Regions from separate parts of the Dromaius novaehollandiae genome. Here region 1 is linked to region 2. A link is a contact called in public Hi-C data. All regions are on one chromosome and are shown on one strand. The core of a region is the stretch at or near the end of the contact, and the rest is flanking DNA. Distances in the headings are between cores, read along the strand shown.

Region 1 (4,881 bases), core at 1,293-3,792, 120 kb after region 2:
TGGCAGGTACCAAGGTGTCCGTGTTAACAAAATCCAGCCTGGAAGAAAGGCTTCAGCACAGCATATGCTAGTGACAGAAAATGGGGTATGTCTCAAAGAGCTGCATGTTACTTATTTTTCAGAATATTTTAGTGGGCAGTCTTAGGCTGGAAGTGTAATGGATATGCAACATGTTGTTGGTAGCAGAGGCGGCAAAAGTTAAGGTTTCTTCAAAGAATGCAGCTTTTAACCAGATCAATTACTTCTACCATAGTCCCACAAGTGTGACCCCCCGCGTTGGAGCTCATGTTATAGTTTAATCCTCTAAAACATTTGGAAAAAAGCAAACTTAATTTCTATATTCAGAAGATTATTTTCCTGAATATTATGTACAAGCCAACAAGCTGGGAGAACTGAAATAACTGTCATACTAATTCTGTATACCTGAAATGTGTAATGTTACTTAGTTACTTAATGTTCAGGAGAACACAAGTAATTTTCTTCTAATCATTTTTCCCTTTTTTCTCCTTGTTGTTGTTACCATTTTAGACAGTATCTGCCTTGAACAGTTTATAATGTGTAGCAGTAAATACAGTAGGGTTAAACTGAGTGTTAATATCAGAGCCTAAATAATGAATAATAAAATTTTCTCATTGTTTTGAAAGTATGGAAGCTGTCAGTACACTACAGATCGTAGCTGTTACATAAAATCAATGAATGGCTAAAACATGCACATAAAAATTATTCCAAACACTGTCCATATAATCTTTTCTTCACTCCAGGAAATTGTTTGGCTATGGTAATTAGTTTTTCTTCAGATACATTTTCCACACTTACTAACAAACTAGCTAACTTTATAGCACAATAAATTTTGTCCTAATTGCTGCATCAGGACCTGTTTTCACTGTTAATATTCTGCTTTTAGTTTTCTTGCATGCATGTACATATAAATATACATACACACACACATATTTATAAAAATACTAAAAAAAACTCATTCTCAAAAATGCATAAAAAATGTTAATGATAGATTTAGAGCTGCCAAGATGTAATTTCACTAATGTAGAGTCCGTAAAGCACAGACATGAATAGTTGTGTCATTCAAGATCCCTCCTCTGCTTCTAAAAGTAAGGGCAGCCTTCTGGAGGGTCACCAGGAATGCCTAGGGGAACTGCAGCCTCCAGGGCTGTCTCCTGAAGCCAGTGTGATGTTTCCATTGAATTTCATGATTCCCTATGTTTACGACCATCTAAAAGAGTTTGAGCTCCAAACCCCAGCACGACTCTCTCTCATTCACCAGTCCCTGGAAACAAAGGTTGACTTTGGCAGCGCAACAGAATTAAAGTACCTGGTGTAGTTGAACACTTATGTCTGCTTTTCTGGTTGGAGACCAGTTAAGTTATAAAACTACATGGGGAAACTCTTGGTTTGTTTAATATTTTTAAACTGGCCAGTGTCTGTAATGCAATATGGGAAGGAAGGAAGTCTGCAGTTTGTGGGAAATCTGATTCGTTTCATCGGTAAACCCAAGTAGGTTAACCTGCAGGATATTTTGCAGGATAAAATTAAAAATAAAAAGACTTTTAAATGTCTGCAAAAATTACTAAATACATAGCACTAAAAATACAGGGAAATGTCACTTGTTTTCTGTAGAAGTATTTTGCTGAATATTAGAGACTCGATCATTATAAAAATGAAAAAGGGCATTTTAATTCTGCTTCTGTAAATCTGCTTAATAGAACATCAACTATAAAGTTGCTACCTAACTTTCCATAATAAGAAAATAAAAGAGACTTGTTGTGAATTTCAAAGGCATTTTTAATGCTTCAATAGATATGTTTAGAGGAAGCCAAAGACAAAAGTTTCAAATTACATTTGTGGGTTTATCCTACAGTGGTGACCTTTCCCTAAGAACACTGGCAGTAGAATTCAGTTCACTAATACTTAAAAAAGGGCTCTACTGTACTTAATTACAAGCTGCACAAATCCAAGAGGGAGGGAATAGGTAGGAAAATCAGACATATTAAAATGTCAGGTGTACATGGGGGGAAAGGAATTAAATCTATGTCTTCATAAACTGTTAGGTAATTGGCCTAGAGAAAGAGCCCAAATAACAATGAAAATATATATATATATAGTTCTTAATTTTTGTATAAGCCTAGAGATACTACAGTATTTGGATTCCAGATCACAGCAAGCATATTTTGATGTTGGTCTACTCATTTCTCCCCCCAAATCTACCGATGTTAGAGTGAGATGTGATAAAAAGATACCTTATATTCACAAGTGAAAAGTGTGAGACCACGCCCATTGTAGGAACACTTGAATGTGGTATATCAGCAATACTGTATCAGCAAATCATTCCTGATGCGGATACATTTTGTACTAAACCCTTGACTCCTACCAATGTAGTTTGTTTTAGCCATTTCTTTCCCACAACTGGCAAAAATGCACTTTTCTCAACCTCATCCAACATAGCTATGCTAGCAGAAGTCTGTAGTAAACGGCCTTGGCTTAAGAATGCCATTGATATAAAAACATTTCAGAGCTCTTAATCCATGTATTTGTTCTATGCAGACCATTGCAGCAGAGCTGTTTCTCTGTGGCTTTATTAGGTATTTTCCCACCCTTGATTTCTGGAGCAAAGTTCCATTCCCTGAGGGTGCAAACAATACCGCTGCTGTAAACCCACACTTCCCCCTTTTTACAACCCTGGAGCTGTTCTGGTGCTCAACCAGTTGTAACTGAAAAGGACAATTCATGTGATTTTTAATAGGTAAGGGGATCTATTTTCTGAAGTGGATTCTCACTTCTGAATGACAAGTACTCTTTTTCAAGCTTGGAATACAATAGCAATATTTTAAAGGACTTTGATTTAACTAGAACTATTTGTAATGCTCTGAATTTACAGGTCAGTCTTCTTTTTTCTCTCCATTGTTTTCTCAGTGATGAAGAGTATAATTAGTAGGCTTGAAATCAAATTGTGTCATGGTTTTTGACTAAACTCAGAAACTGCAGCTTGTGGCTGTTGCCAGAAAAACACTGAAGGCAGTTTTAACTTGATTTGTGAACTGTGGTAAGAAGGAGCAACATTTCCGTAAATCTAGGATAATAATCGTTAACAAAATGTATTTCAGGATCACTTTTTGACTTTGCTATTGGGGCTGTTTGCAGGCAAACATCAGTGTTGTTCTGTCCCCTACAACCCATATGTAATCTATATGTAACATCTGCTCTGCAGGTCCCTGCTTTTAAGGTATCTCAAAACCCCTTGACTTCTAAGATTTTATCCCTCTGCAGATGTTGCATTATAGATTTCCTTTCTCATGGGTTTAAATGATCACGTTCTAGTAGACAGAATAATTGACTTGAATATGGAATACTCAAAGTCGTTAGGCAAGTTTATTCTCTGGAATTTCATATAATGCCCAATTATTTATATCCATTATTATTAATTGCTACTTGATAAGCAGTGGAAACTATAGCATGCAACTCAAACTAAAGTGAACTAAAGATGGTGAACATCTACAGTAAAGTATATCAGCACAAAGGAATACCTGACTTCACATCAAGTTCATAAAAACACAGAAAATCTATGCCACCCCATGGGTGCCTTATCCAGCTCTTTTTGCTTAGCGACACCAGTGGCTTGTGGTTTTTCACTTTATTATCTTACAAATTATCATGCTAGTAAAAATATTTTGTAAAATTCTCATAGTATGTTTTCTAGACAGTCTCTACCTATATGAACGTATTTAGTCTCAGCATCAGAAGACAATCGAAAACTATATAATATAGATTTTTAACCATACCCCCTTGGCTAGAATAGCACCCCACTGAGATTGTAACTCCTGATATCTGCAAGAACAGCTATAGTGGTGGATATACCATAGAACAGCAGAATGTGGGATCAGGTAAAATCTTCTGATCCTCACACATATGCTATCGTGCTTTATCCCAACCTCTGATAGATTTAAGCAGTTTTAAAGCACATGTTTTTTTAGGAACATGTTAGATATACGTCTTATCTCCATAAGCTATCAAACTGTCAGAAAAAATCTATGAATTTTTCCTAGAGCTCATTGCTCTTTATTGATCTTACTGCCTGTGAAACATCCTTGTTCTGCTTTTTTTTTTTTTTTTAATATTTTCTGTGCAATTTCAGTCTAGCAACCTCAGCTGCCTACAAAACCCTTCTAAATCTCCTATTTTGCCCCTTACATTTTGCATGGAAAAATAAAAATAAATATTTGAAATAATAGGCACTGTAAACTCAGGTACATACACATATATTCACACATTAGGCTTTCACTATCTTCACTGCAGTAGCAGGAAGAGAGGCCCTGAGACTGCCTGCCTGTGTTAGATGTTTAACTTGTATGCTGCAGGTCCTAAAAAGCAGTGTGCTGCTCCCAGTGCTGTGGGTGCACACATGGCCTGTACAGTCAGGAGAGGTCAATCACGGGAGCGATGATGGCACTCCAGAAGAGCCGGACGGCCCTCTCTCAAGAGAGGAACCCAGAAGGGGCCACCTCTGTGGGACAACGCAAGGGCTGCGTGCTCCTGAGCAGGAAGCAGCCAACAGCATAGAGCAGGCGTAAGTCTGCAACAAAGCAAACACAGGACCCAGGGCAGCAAGAGGGCCACAGGAGCCAAAATTAAGTATCCTTTTGGGCAAGCAAGCACAAGGAAGAGAAGGTAGTTTCTTTTTTCACTGGGAATCATCTGCTGGCAATTCTTCAGCTGGACGGGATGGTCATGGTTCCTTTTCACTTCTAACTACTTACTTTATACAAGGCTATAAGCTGCTTTGAGCAGAGTTGACATCCATCTCTCTTGTAAAAGTTGGGGTTCCTGAAGGGGAACTCCAGAATCATGGTTCCTGTTCTAAGTGCTTTTTAT
Region 2 (4,310 bases), core at 892-3,391:
TTAATTGCACAAATTTTCAGAATGAGCATGTCATTAAGCACATTAACTGTAAAGGACTATCACAACATAAGTCAGCTGTAATTTCTGCTATATATCAAGGGAGTATTGAAATAATTCTCTCAGTCATGGAGCAGCTGTGTAACCTAGTAATAACAACTAATGCTAAAGCCTCTGAGCTATGGAGACAGGAGTGAAAAACTGGTGTCTGTCCAAAGGTACTAGGGTCATAATCAGAAAGAGAAAATGAGAATGATATTATTTTAACTACAAAAGTGAAAAACAGCATTTTAGGGACTGTTTAAATGAATTCACCCTCAGTAATATAGTAATAATAGTAACAGTAATAATAATATCACTGTTCGCACTCATTTAAGTTTGCTAACATATCTGATTGAAGGATTATTAGCCATGAATGGATCAAAAAGCCTGTTTTCTTCATTTTCAAAAGTTTTCAGTCCTGTACTAGACCATCTGCAAAAGTTTTTCTATATGACACTTCTTCAAAAAATAACATTTATTCAGAAAAATAATTCCTTCCTACTGTCATTATAGTCTATCAAATTACATGTGCAGATGAACTGTGGTTGCCTTCAAACAGATAGAAGTATCAGACCACTGACTGCTGCTTTATTCGGTCAGAACTCAGTATAATCAGCTTCTTCCTGGCTGTACTTACACTGGCTCTAAACACTGTAATTTTACCGGGATAGGTCGGGGGATCAGATGATACACCAGTAGAGACCAAATATTGCATGTTTTTGAACACAGACGCATCATGGAAACATTTTTTGTGGTGCAATAGAACTCAAAAGAGTTCTATTCTTTGAGCTAGTTTTTCAAAAATTGCACAGTTTTCATTAAACTAAATGGCAAGGTTTTTCAAAACAAGTTCCACAGCTAAAAGTGTGGTTATGAGCTCTTTTCCAAAACTGAATGTTTATTAGTGCATTTGGAAGATACAACTTGTGCAGATTCAGATGTTGTCAACCAGTTATCCCCAAGCAGTTGCAGCGGGATTCTTTTTTCTTTCTCCCTCCACTTTTGATAATCACACCTGTTACGGGATTCAGAGCCAAAAAATGGTTCATTAATTCAGATTCTGATTCTTTCTACTGGTGATGGTACAGACAGTCTAGATGGTAATGCCATTCACTGTATTTACTTCCCTTGATGGTGGAACATGAAAGCTCCAAGCCAAAGCTCAGATGGATTCCAGTGTTTTAAGATTATCTATACAGATTTATGTGACTCTTCTATGTCTTGAAGGACTGAGTTATTTGCTTTTGTAGCATGAATGAGGGTAACTGCTACTAGGGAACAGAAAATAAGATTTATCTAAAAACACTGAGTGGAACCAGAGAGATGATGGAGCTACAAATGGTCTTCTGTGGTAATCTGAGTGTCACCTTTTTCATTGGACCATAAATAGGCTTAATTTTATGTACTGAAAAATTGCTAATACAAGAGGGAAGCTGAGAAGATGAGTTTTAACAATTTAATGATTCTAATCCCCCTAGTGGAATTGAAGTCTACTTCTCTACTGGATTTTAGAGGAAAAAGGCAATTCATGGCTGAACTACAGAACAAGAATTCAAGGGCCTGGTTCCTTTTGTTAGTGGTGGCTGCTTTTTCCTGTGTTGGTGCTATTCCCTCTCCACTCATTCTGGGACTTTCCCAGTCACACATCTTTATCTGTGTGGCCTTCACATACGACACACAAAATCAAATTCTCATAAGCAGGCTTGATACAGGTCTCTGCTGCAGTAGTGTGCAAGAACAGGCGCAGGATGATGGTGCAGTTGGGTTTTTTTGGGGTGTGTTGATGGAAGGAATACCATATATCCTTCAAGGAACAAGACAGCCCTGACGGTGTAGTTTAGTTGGGTGACATAGCAGACAGTTTCAGAAACATAATCAACCCCTGTGTAAGGCGGATAGCTGCACATTTGGGCGTTTCAAGTGGGAAGGTGCTGGGTCTGCCCCGGTCCCAGAAACAAACTTTCCGCAAACTCCACGTCCCAGACTGAGACGGGGACCGGTCTTTTCTCGTCGCCCCCCCCCCCCCACTCCCCTCCGCCGGGCCCCGGCGCCCACCTTCCCCGGCGCGGGCCCGCCCGCCGCCCGCCGCCCCCCCCGCCGAGGGGCCGCCCACCCCGCAAGAGGAGCCGCTCCGCCGCTCCCTCCCTGCCTCCCGCTGCACAGCTGCGGCGGGCGGAGCGGCAGCAGCGAGGCACCCCGGCCCCGCGCCCCTCGTCCCCATGCCGCCGCGGGAGCTGCGCGCGGAGGCAGTCCGGCAAGCGGCGGGGAGCCGCCGCCACCGCCTGCCGCCCTCGGCCCGGCTTTCCGCAGCGCCCGGAGGGGAAGGGCTCGGCTCCCGCGGGGCTGCCCGCAGGGGCTGAGCGACTTCGGCGCTCCCTTTTTTCTTCCTTTCCGCTGGCTCGTGGGCACAGGACGTCTGCTGGATTTGGGGCACCCAAGAGAACGCGAACCCTTACAGAAAATAGCACTAACAGTCAAAATAATAACCATAGTAATTAAAAAAAAAAAAAAAAAGACGGGTTGCTGCCCAACCCCGTAGCATCGCTTATGCTTGTTTTTGGGGAGCCACGGAGGCGGACTCTGCACAATGACAGGCGATGAGGAGCTATAAGCCGGCGTCGAGGCGGGCCGCTGCGGGCTGGGATGAACTTGGGGGAGCCGGTGCCGGACGGGACGCCGGGAGCCAGGTAGCCGCTGCCCGTCCGCCCGCGGCCCCCCGGGCATGGGAGCGGCGGGCAGCGCCTGCTGAGATCGCCGCGCCCGGCCGCAGGTAAGGTGCCCTCTCCTCCGCCGCCGCCTCGGAAACGCTCGGGAGCTGCCCTCGCCCAGCCACGGGCCGGGGGCGCCTTCGACCTCGCCGGTCTGTGAGTCAGGAGCTGAGGGGGAGGCGGCCGCGCGCGGCGGGGAGGCGCGGAGCAGCGCGTCGCCCTCGCCGCGCTCGCACTCAGCCAGGGAGGGAAATTCTTCCCTAATGGGAAGCACATGCCCTCGAGTACGCAAAAAAAAAAAAAAAGAAAAAGAAAAAGAAAAAGAAAAAAGAGAGAGGAAGATCACCCCCGCACACCTCAGCCCGCCCCTCAGCCGCGGGCTGCCCGTGCCGCCGCTCCGGCCTGTCCCCCTGCCCCCACGGCGGGGCACGGCTCGGCGGCCGGCGGGAGAGGCAGCGCCGCCGCCGGCCCCGCCGGCCTCCTCACACAAACCTCCCCGTGAGGGCGGGCGCTCTCCCCCTCAGTGAGGCAGGCTGCCGCGGCGGAGCAGCGCAGCAGCACGGCCCGCGCCGTTAAGCCGAAGTAAGTTCGCCCCTTCCCTTCACCTTCCCCCCCCCCCCCCCACCGCGCTGCGCCCCGCACCTCGCCCGGCCGCGCGCCCCCCCCCCGCCCGTTGGGAGCCGCTCCCCAACGGCTGCCGCGGAGGGCGCGGCCGAGCCGCAGGCCCATTGGCTGCCAGCGGGCCCGGCGGCGCTGGAGACAGCCAATGGCGGGCGGCCGGGCGGTGCGCGCCAGCCCCGCGGCGGGCGCCCCGCGGAGGGACGCGGAGCGGCCGCGGCGCGTCCCGTTGGGCCCGGCCAGCTCCCCCGCGGCGCCCGGCCGCCACGCTATGGAAGACCGCTTGCAGCACGCCCATTTTTTTCTCCCCATGGGCAAAAACTCCGCTTTGGCTCGCTGTTGCTGCTGTAATTTCCTCTTAACTTCTCAAACACTTCCTCTAACGAAATGTGCCCCCCCCCCAAAAAAAACCTCACATGGGTAGGATATTTTTAAAAGACAGTTTTCGTTAAAGGAAACCTTTTCATCAAGGAAAACGGCACCTGAGTATTTTTAAACAAACTAAAAGCTATTTTTCTTGTAAAGGACGGTAAATGTCTCATTAACTTGACCGCAGATATTTGAGAAACCTCTTCAGCCCGATGAACTCTCCTTTGAATTGTAATGGTTTGCATATGACGTTGTTAGGAAAAATGTGTGTCTTATTGCTAGCAGATCTGAGCAAATTTGACTTTTATACTAAGACTAATAAGTAATGGAATTAATAATATCTGGTAGGAATGAAAGTCTGTCCCTCCTTGTCACACTGTTATACAACAGCAATAGTACTCACATTCTGCTACTAATAACTGTTTGCATTCTTGTATGGCTTTAATCTGAAGAGCTCAAAATTCTTCTGAAGGAATAAGAACAGGGATATTTCAAACTCACTTCTCGGGAGTTAGGCTGCTTAGTCTGTAATTAGACATCTACATAAATGATCTTATTTTCAGAGATGATCAGTGC

What was found. Hi-C and Micro-C count contacts between places; a contact is called where the count stands out from the background.
Region 1: a contact with region 2 is called in a Hi-C map of liver, with 4 times the contacts expected there. The contact joins the enhancer-like site here to the promoter of MXRA5 in region 2. A contact is called at or near these places in 3 of 4 Hi-C or Micro-C datasets (brain, liver and ovary).

What each region holds. Positions count from the first base shown.
Region 1 is chr1:143,661,334-143,666,214 of bDroNov1.hap1, forward strand. No RefSeq gene overlaps it. Among named protein-coding and RNA genes, the nearest start is that of GYG2, 110 kb to the right of the region's middle. Within about 2 kb of position 2,543, at least 1 of the 2 cell types and tissues checked has open chromatin away from gene starts, as enhancers often do.
Region 2 is chr1:143,539,065-143,543,374 of bDroNov1.hap1, forward strand. It overlaps MXRA5 (matrix remodeling associated 5), which reads left to right and starts at 2,142. Exons shown (of 7, transcript XM_064501061.1): 1 at 2,142-2,809. The coding sequence starts at 2,637.